Regions from separate parts of the Rattus norvegicus genome. Here region 1 is linked to region 2. The links are chromatin contacts, called in public Hi-C maps. All regions are on one chromosome and are shown on one strand. Each heading gives the region's core, a stretch centred on a gene start, on an enhancer-like site or on the middle of the called end of the contact. The rest is flanking DNA. Distances are from core to core; before and after follow the strand shown.

Evidence for each region. A called contact is a pair of places that touch in the nucleus more often than the background predicts.
Region 1: a contact with region 2 is called in a Hi-C map of frontal cortex, with 1.8 times the contacts expected there. The contact joins the promoter of Hint1 here to the promoter of Fnip1 in region 2. A contact is called at or near these places in 3 of 12 Hi-C or Micro-C datasets (Schwann cells, frontal cortex and psoas muscle).

Annotation. Positions count from the first base shown.
Region 1 is chr10:39,486,678-39,492,078 of GRCr8, reverse strand. Hint1 (histidine triad nucleotide binding protein 1) reads right to left here and starts at 1,854. Exons shown (of 3, transcript NM_001109607.1): 1 at 1,686-1,854. The coding sequence starts at 1,796.
Region 2 is chr10:39,066,124-39,070,845 of GRCr8, reverse strand. Fnip1 (folliculin interacting protein 1) reads right to left here and starts at 2,382. Exons shown (of 18, transcript NM_001271163.2): 1 at 2,182-2,382. The coding sequence starts at 2,273.

The DNA.
Region 1 (5,401 bases), core at 605-3,104, 420 kb before region 2:
TTGAATGTACTGTTTTGACTAGGCTGACTGGCCAGCTAGCTGCCAGCAGGCTCCCACACTTTGCCATCAAGCTGCTAGAGTCACAGGCACAGGCAGCTAAGCCCAGCTTACATATGGGTGCTGGGGATTTGAACTCAGGTCCTCAAGCTTTCACAGGAAGCACTCTTAGCCACTGTCCTCAGCTTCCAAGCTTCCATCCTTTTAATTATGGAAACAAACTTGGCTCCCTTCCCCCTCCCACCTTTTCCAGATCGAAGTCCTGATTGTGCAATTTCATGGTTTGTTTTGTTTTACTGTGCAGGCACTGCTGGTACTGATGTTTTATATCTCATGCTCTCTTGCTCTCTTCCTAACAGGATCCAGCCATACTCATTTGGCTAAGGAGTAATTTTACTTGATACACTGTATAAGATGCTGTGTCATTTAGAATGCTTCTCTCTCTCTCTGCAAGTGTTTTGTGTTCTCCCCTCCCCCACCCCGTTTTGTTTTGCTTTGTTTTTGAGTAAGCAACTTATTCCATAATATAGGCTGGTCTGTAACTCCCTGCTCAGTCTTCTGGATGGTAGGGTTGGGACTACAGGGCATGCATGCTACAAGACTTGTAAACCTTTCCAATGAAATGGGGCTCTTTCTAAGACAAAAGAACTTCCCCAATTAGTGACACATATAGCAATTTAAATAAAACTCACCTCAAGGAACCAAATGAAGTTTGGAGTACTATTTCAGGTCTATGTGAATATTACCAGTAGCATTAATGCTTTCTTATATTTCAAATTTCTTTTCTTTTCTTTTTTTTTTTTTTTTGGTTCTTTTTTTCTTTTTTGGGAGCCGGGCTTGCTAGGCAAGCGCTCTACCACTGAGCTAAATCCCCAACCCCATATTTCAAATTTCTTAAGCGGACTGAACAAACCAGCACAAAACTTTCTAGTCTAGCCAAGTTACCACCCTGCTTTATGTGAGACTGAAAGCCATATCACTGCCTAGGAAATAATTTACAAAATTGGTCTTCAATATCGACTGCGATTTAATCTATCAAGGAGGAGGGAAAAAAGACAACTTTTGATCTTGCATCATAAATGTTTTCTTCGATCAGCAGGGCGTGGACCACCTGCAATCCTAGCATAGCAGGGTTCAAGGTCAGCCCCAGTTAGTTACTCAGCGAGTTTATGATCAGCCTAGAATGGTGAAGCCGATCTATTAAAACAACAAACCAGAAAATCCTTAAAGCAATATATATATATATATATATTTTTAAAAGCTTGAAGGGGTAAGGCCAGTCCCCAGAGGCAACGTCTGCGGCCGGAACAGGGAGCAGAAGGACCTAGCAGTGCCCGGACCGCTGCGCGCGGGAGATCGCAGAGATTGCGCCGGGGGCAGGATCCGGTTTCTCGACGGCCAGATTGACACCCGCGTGGTGGGTGGCGGTCGCCGGCCCCCGTGGGCGTCACCCATGGGTCTGCACTTCACAGGGGACCGGGGCGGGCGTCACCTCCCAGGGCCTCGGCCCGCATCACCTCACCAGGGCCGCGACACGCGGCGGGCCGAGCGGCCGATAACGCGTAACCCGAGCGCAGGCACGCGCCGCAGGGCCACGCGGGCGCAGGGCCAGGCCAGCCAGGCCGCGCGTCGTCTCAGGCCCGCGGCTCCTCAGGGAACGCCGGCGTGTCGCCGGGCGGCAAGCCTACCCGATCGTCCTCGAAAATGATCTTGGCCGGGATTTCTTTGCGGATGATCTTGCCGAAGATCGTGTCGCCACCGGGCTGGGCCACTTGAGCCTTGGCAATCTCGTCAGCCATCGCGGCCGGTCGCTGTCCTTCCCGCGCCGCGGCCACGGTGGGGAGAGGAACCGCGAGAGCGCGCGGGGACTGCCGGCTCGCGCCCGGTCGGTCTGCGCATGCGCTCTGGCGCCGGCGTCGGCGCCGCAGCCGCTGGGAGCGAAGGAATGAAATGGGCGGAGGAAGCGCCGGTTCTTTGCCTCTGCACCTCTATAAGAAATTTTGATTTGCTAGTTCTGGGAGGAGGCTAGGTTTGGCCCAGTGCTTGCCAAGCGTATACGGAGTTCTAGATTTGAACTCTACCGCCTCATAAACCGGATCTGGTGCTGCACGTCTGTAGTCCTAGAGTTTGAGAAATGGAGGCAGGAGGATGGAAATTCAGTTCATCCTCAACATTGTTTGAGGCCAGCCTGGGTTACCTGAGACCCTGTTCCAGAGCAGTCTGTTTTCTGTTTCAAGTTGTGCTGATCACATTTGCTGGCTTGTGATACCGTAGCCTTTTTTTTTTTTTAAGATTTTTATTTTATATATGTATATGTGTGTGTGAGTATTTTGCCAGCATGCGTAAGAGTGCATTATATCTAATGCCTCGGATCCCCTGGAACTAGAGTTACAGATGGTTGTGAGCCATGTGGGTGGATAGAACTGAAACCTGGTCCTCTGCAAGAGCTACAAGTGCTCTTAACCCTGATCATTTAAACCCTCAGTTGTTTGAGGTCTTGGCTAAGAGCCATATGAAGCCTTACATCAGGTGTTCTTTGCTTTGTTTCTCGCTTTGTGTGGCAGCGATTCTCAATCTTAACTACGTACTAAAAACCACTTGGGAACTCTTTAAACATCTCTGACCACACCCCACATTAATTAAGTCCAAGTCTGGAGAGATGAGACCTAGGCAGGAGTTGTTTGTAAGCCCCTAGGGCCATCTTCCTGGCTGGAATCAGTTTCGAAGAAGAAACAAAGTCTTTCTTGGCCCCGCCTCCACCCTTCCTCCTCTCTGTCCCCTCGGTCCTCTTAAAAAGTGTTTTCTGAATATCGTGTGCACTTTGTCATCGTTGGTTCTTTGGGTCATTTCTTCCTCGTCGGGATTAGGCAGGACCTCCATTCACAACGTTCTGTAGACAATCCCAGTTGTCATATAGATCTGTGGACGTGGGTCGCCACTGTTGTTACCGTTAGCTTCTTTCAACATCCCATCCCACTGCCCTCTGGATGGTTTCTTCTGCACATGGAGCCCCCCCCCCCCCCCCCCCCGTTCCACATCTCATTGGATTCTGTTCCTGGCTCTCTTATCTGACAATCTCCAAGTGGCCATAGTGACCTTAGGGACTTAGAGAGATGGTTTGGTGATCAAGACACAAACTGTTCTCTCAGAGGCCAGCAAAAACATCACAGCTGCCTGTAACTGCAGCTCTGGGGGCGAAATCTGATGCCTCTGGCCTAGCAGGATGCCTTCAATCACTTGTGGACTGGGCGCACATAGATCGCACAGATACACATATATACACACATAATTTAAAAAATATAAGTAAGGGGTTGGGGATTTAGCTCAGTGGTAGAGCGCTTGCCTAGGAAGCGCAAGGCCCTGGGTTCGGTCCCCAGCTCCGAAAAAGAAAGAACCAAAAAAAAAAAAAAAAATATATATATATATATATATATATATATATATATATATATATATGTAAAAAGGGAAAACTTAAGCCAGATGACAGTGGTACACGGCTTCAATCCCAGCACTCTAAGGCAGAGGCAGACAAATCTCTGAGTTCAAGGCCAGGCTGGTCTAAAGAGCAAGTTCCAGGAAATCCTGTCTTATAATAAATGAATAAATTGGGGTTGCGGATTTAGCTCAGTGGTAGAGCGCTTGCCTAGGAAGTGCAAGGCCCTGGGTTCGATCCCCAGCTCCGAAAAAAAAATGAATAAATTAATTAATTATACGATTGTTTCCTTTGAATTGCCCTATATGATGATATTTGAATACTTTGTCTCAACAAAATTTTATTACCCTTATTGAGACAACGTCTCATGTAGCCCAGGCTGGCCTCCAACTTGCTATGTAGCCAAGGATGTCTGTAAACTCCTGAGTTGACAAAACTATTGGCAGTGGTTCCTGGAAATCATAGTGTTCCATTCTTTGCTATCAGAGGCATTACTGGTACCTTGCGATCACTGGTAAATAATATCTATACATAAGACATTAGTTTTAAAGTCATGTTCATTTATTTTCATAACTATAGAAAGGTCATGAACAAAAAAACAAAAAAAACAAAAAACAAAAAACAAAACAAAAAAAACAAAAACAAAAAAAAACAAAAAAAAAAAAGGCATGAAGGGGCTGGGGATTTAGCTCAGTGGTAGAGCGCTTACCTAGGAAGCGCAAGGCCCTGGGTTCGGTCCCCAGCTCCGGAAAAAAAAAAAAAAAAAGAACCAAAAAAAAAAAAAAAAGAAAGGTCATGAATATCAGTTGGCCTGGGCTTAGGATCCTCTGAATTAGGTTTCTAGTACATTCCAGATGATACTTTTGGCCCTAGTACTATGCTTTGAGGATCAGTGGTGCAATGTAGGAAAAACCCATTTATGTACTTAGAGGCAAAAGAATATTATATCTGTAACTTACTCTTTTAACAACTTTATTTATTATTTTGGTTTTTCAAGACTTGTGTGTGTGTGTAGCCCTAGCTGTCCTGGAACTCACCCCATAGACCAGGCTGGCCCCAAACTCAGAGATCCAACTGCCTCTGCCTCCTGAATGCTGGGACTAAAGGCACACTCCACCACCACCACCACAGGGCACATTCTTTTATCTTTAGATTGTTATGAACTCTTTTTTCATAGACATTCATTAGACAGAAAATAGGTTATCGTAAATTACCTTACTAAATTTTGCTGTGGGACTCTAAAACCACCTAGAAAGGGCTGACCAGATGGATCTGCCTGCTCTTTCAGAGGCCCCGAGTTCAATTCCCAGCAACCACATGGGGGCTCATGACTATCTATAAAGAAATCTAATGTCCTCTCTAAACATGCAGGTGCACATGCACTCAGAGCTCATGTACAATAAATAAATAAATAAATAAATAAATAAATAAATAAATATTAGAATCTAGATGTGATAATATGTAAATGCTACTTAAACTGGATGCCACTGCCCACCCCAGCATTCTTTTTTTTTAAAGATTTATTTATTTATTTATTTATTTATTATATGTATGTAGGTGAGGACACTATCACTGTCTTCAGACACACCAGAAGAGGGCATCAGATCCCAGTACAGATTGTGAGCCACCATGTGGTTACTGGGAATTGAACTCAGGACCTCCAGAAGAGCAGTCAGTGCTCTTAACTGCTGAGCCATCTCTCCAGCCCTGGATTTTGCTTTTGTTTGTTCTTTGGAGACAGGAGCTCATGTAGCAGGCAGAACTTGAATTTGCTATTTACACAGCCACACCCAGCCAAAATGATGTTTGCAAAATGCAAACCGTGATGTCACCCTCCTCCTGATACTATTCCAGAGCATGCTATCCCAGAATGATATCCAAAATCCTTTTCTTGACCAATAGGAACCTGCGTGACCATGTCCTGTCTGTTTCCCCTCCTTCACGTACTTCCATTTCAGGCCTACTGACTGG
Region 2 (4,722 bases), core at 1,133-3,632:
TGGCAGGTGGGCATTCTCTGTCACCTGTTAGTCCAGTTACATTAAGGCAGAGCAAAATGGTTGCCAGAGCAAGCTGACTACCAAGATCAGAAACGTAGGAAGCTCTGGGTTTGACTATGGGACTCTGTCTTAATAAGAGGAAAGGTCAATCCAAGAGGATTCTCAACATCAAATTCAGCACATGCAGGGGGTGTTGGGGGGGGGGGGATATGTGCCATATCCATACAATAAATCACCTACTTAAAGGATGAATGGAACTACTAAAAAGGGAATGTCATATGTACATCTGAAAAAACATTATTGTAGGTAAAAAGAAGCCAGACATGGCTATGAAAGTTATAATCACATTTATATGAAATGTTCAAAAAGCCAAAATATAATGAAAGAAAGCAGACCAAATTTTACTTGGGTGAAAGGGGGTTAAGGACTGAGGAAAAGGAGTGAGCACAAGTGAAACTCTCGGTTGACAGAATGAATGGCTGTGAAGGTTCAGTGGAGTGGTGTGTATAAACTGTGTACATGTGACGGCACTCAGGGGACTGTAACCTCACGTATACTCATTTTTATTGTATTCTAATTATAGATCAAGGAAGCTTTTTAAAAGCTGGATTAATTAGATCTCAAGTCACTAGGTATGTGATCCAGAATTCCTTTTCTCACATTACACTTGTACACATCTTGTTTTCATAGCAAGCTCTCATGATCAACTGCAGGTATTGGGCTTCCATACTGGAAAAAGGATTATAAAATCATCTCTACATTGCTACTTGCTCTGTCTCATGAGGTTACTGTGCAACGAGATAACCAATGGGAAAGTTCTTTGGCAGCAGTAAAGTATTACACAACCATATAGAACACTTAATCAAAAAGTAGATTTTGTTCACATTAAAAAATTGAGACTCTTGTAATCTTATTACCCAAAGTCAGTCTTTGCACAGAAATAGAAAGTTGTCTATTTAAATGTTATCTTTTAAATCTCTCTCCAGAGGCTGCTTCCTGGGTCTCTCGATTTCCTAGGTGTCTTGGTGTATTATCTGGTGTTATCTGCACTTTCGTTTTTCAAAGGAAAAACAAATGTCAGATGACTACAGCACAAGACATTTACTTCCCATTATGAAGAAAAGCCAATACCATGAAAATTCTTTTATTGTGTTTCCAAAACAGTAACTGACCTTTTTCTCCCTTTAAATATCAGTTAAATTACTTGCCATTTAATATTCAATCCCACGCATTGTTTCCTGATGTGATCTGTATTATTGACAGGGTGGATAATTTGAAGAATATTAAAACCCGTAAGACCTATGTAGTGCAATCATCTTATACTTGGGCTTGGTGCAAATTTTGACAGTTTCCCTTTTACTATTACTGTACAACTGAGTTCTCTGCTATACAGCCAAGTTTGTATGATATGTGACATTTGGCCTAGTTACGTGTGCAAGTTTCCACAGCGCATTTTGGAAGACACAACAATATCTTCTTCAAATACAATTTCACGGCTGAATTTAACCGTTGAGTCCAAGCTTCTACATATCTGACAATTCTAAGAAGTTACTGTACCAGCAACAGGTTCTGCAATCAGAAAGAAACAAAGCCTGCAGCAGCAACAACAACAACACCACACACACACACACACACACACACACACACACACACACACACGCTACCGTTCTCCATTTGCAAGAAACTCCTTTTCAGTAACAGGTGTAAGAAGGGAAAGAAAATTCGACAGCAAGTTCTAACCCAAGTCCTCCTTGAATCCGGCCAGTAGTAACCCTAACCACTTCGGTTTCGCATTTCTCCTTCGATAACACTAAGGTCGCTCGGCACGATAACTGCACAGCTCCAATTTTAGTTTCCAAGAAGCCTGACAGACCGGCAGCCTGCCCACTCGCTCCTCCAGCCTCCTCAGTGCTCCGCAGGTTGGCCGAACGCGGGGCAGTCTGCACAAAGCCATCCGACCGCTGCCGATCACAGGGAGACAGCAACTCCCAGCCCGGCCCGGAGGCCTGCGGTGAGGTCGCAGCCGGAGCAGCGTGCGGACCGCCAGCCTCCGGAGGCCGCGGTGCTGGGGCGGGGGACGCGGCGCGTGGCGCGGGCGGGGCGTAAACAACCGAGCGAAGTGGGCAGGGGACCCTACGCCCCGCCCGAGGCCGCGACCCTCGGGGCCCCGCGACGCCTTACCTGAACGCGCAGTCCGGGTCGCGGGCGTCTCGTCCCGACGCGCCTAACCCGCTCCGCTTGCTGAAAAGCTTCTGGAACAAGGTGGGGGCCATGCTGGCCGCCTCCAGACCGGGGGTCGCTCGGCTGGGAGCTCGCCGGAGGCCCCCCGCTCCTACCGCCGCCCCGCCACCCCCATGGGCGCCTCAGTCATATGACAGAAATTAGTCACTTCAAACGGCCACGGCGCGCGGGGCGGAGCGCGAGATTGAGGTCGCCCGGATTGGCTGGCGACGAGCCGCATCACGTGGCAGCAAACTGAGCGGGGGGCGGGCTGGGGGTGGAGAGGCGGGGCCTCCTGCCATTGGCTGGCCCATGGGTCAGTCACGCGGCCTCTCACGGGGCGGGGCGCGCGAGGGCGCGCTCGGCTGGGTGGCAGAAGAGATCCTCCAGTACCCCGGCCCGCCTCTGGCCCTCCCAAGCTGCTAGGGCTCTAGGAGGAGACCTGGGTCTGCGACTTGAGGCGCGGTTTGCATTGACACCCGCTTTTAGTCTCTAGGAGGATCTAGCGACTGGAGGCTCAGGCTCGATCTCCTTGGTAACCAACAAAATTACAAGCAAAACCAAGGGAGGCAAGCAGCCGTAAAAAAAAAAAAAAAAAAAAAAGAAAGAAAAAAAAAAAAAAGGCATCCACCTAAAAATATCTAACAGTTTATGCTAAGTATTTAGAATTTGAAAGACTGCGGTTAGTGAGCTCCTCATCACCAAACAAGAAGTTTAGCAAATGTCTAAGGGAGACCAGAATCAGAACTTCCATGAAACAAAGCTATATATCTTAATATCTAGGTATGAGAAAAGGAGGAACCGTGACATTGTAACCAAACGGCAAGACTTCTTTCAAAACGGAAAATACAGCTCACAAACATCCTTCCAGTCTTATCAAAATACCAGTGTTCAGATCAAATTTGTCATCGGTTTACCAGGATAAGGGATTTAGTAGAGTGGAATGCAGTTCTCTGAGAAGTGTGGATGTGGGGAAATATTGGTGTATGCTTGGAAAGCTAGATAAAGACATTTGAGAATTTCACTTAATTAGACATAGGAAACAAGTCTTTAAGAAGTTACCAACTGATCTGTAGTTAGAGTTTAAGAAAAATAAATAAGTAGCCCTAACGTGGAAAAAAGAAAAATTAGCAGAATATTTTATATCGTTAATAATCTGTCTATGATCAGCATGTTGAGCTCTAATGATACAAGATTTCTATATATTTATTGAGACAGGCTCTCTTGCTGGCCTGTAGCTCACCAAGTAGTCTAGGCTACCCCTTCTACTTCATCTTCTCCAACAGTACTAAAATTACAATCTTACATTCCTTTGACCATCCTCTAAGTGGGAATGGAACACAGGTTCTCATGCTCACACACCAAGTACTTCATCCACAGAGCTACCTCCCAGCTTCCAAAGATGTTGGCTGAGGAGGGAGGAGGGAGGAGGGAGGAGGGAGGAAGGAGGACACTCCAGTTCTATATCCTGTCTCCGTCACTCCAGTACACAAGACATTTAAGGCAATAATGTAAAAAGTGAATTAGCAGTCAAGCAGTGGTGGCACACACCTTTAATCCCAAAGGCAGAAGAGGGTGGATCTCTGTGAGTTTGAGACCAGCCTGGTCTACAGAGTTCCAGGGCAGCCACCGCTACACAGTGAATCTCCGTCTCAAAAAACAAACAAACAGCCAAAAAAAAAAAAAATTTACTCATTCCACAAATTTGAGCTCTGTATACTGCGGATCAACATCAAGAACAGAAAAGCTAATTTTATAGGCAAAGAGACAGTAAATGGATAAGTAATTTCAGATCGTGATTAGTGTTGTGCAATTAATGAGCTAAACAATGAAATTATGTCACAGGAAGGGCTTTCTGAGAACGTAATGCAATGGTTAGATTTTAATCATAGGTCCTTTGTAAACTGCTCATTTCAAAAGTTACTGGGTGTGTTGGTTTGAATAAGAATGGACCCTACTAGTTCATATTCTTGAATGCTTGGTCACCAGATAGTGGAACTGTTTGAAAGGATTAGGGTGCCTTGTTAGAATAGGTGTGGCCTTGTTGGAGAAAGTGTATCACTTAGAGTTTGCTTTGAGGTTTCAAAAAGCCCACACAAGAACCATCCCCCTCTCCCTCTCCCTCTCCCTCTCCATCCTCCCCTCTCTCTGCCTGCAGATAAAGATGTAGCTCTCAACTACTCCTCTAGCACCATGCCTGCTGTGCACACCACTATGATCCCAGCCATGATAATAAAGGACTAAGCCTCGGAAACTGTAAGCAAGCCCCCAATTAAATATTTTCTCTTTGAACAGTTGTCGTGGTCATGACGTCTCTTCACAGCAATGGAACAGTGAAAGGGGCTATTTTTTTTTTCAAACAAAGTATTTGTGACTTTTTTTAAAGGTGGAAAAAACATGATAAGTCAATGTGATAAGTCAATGTGCAAACTGCTGACCTTCCTTGTTTTTATACAAGTTAGATAAATGTGAGTAGAGGCAGACTAACGTTTTCTACACAGG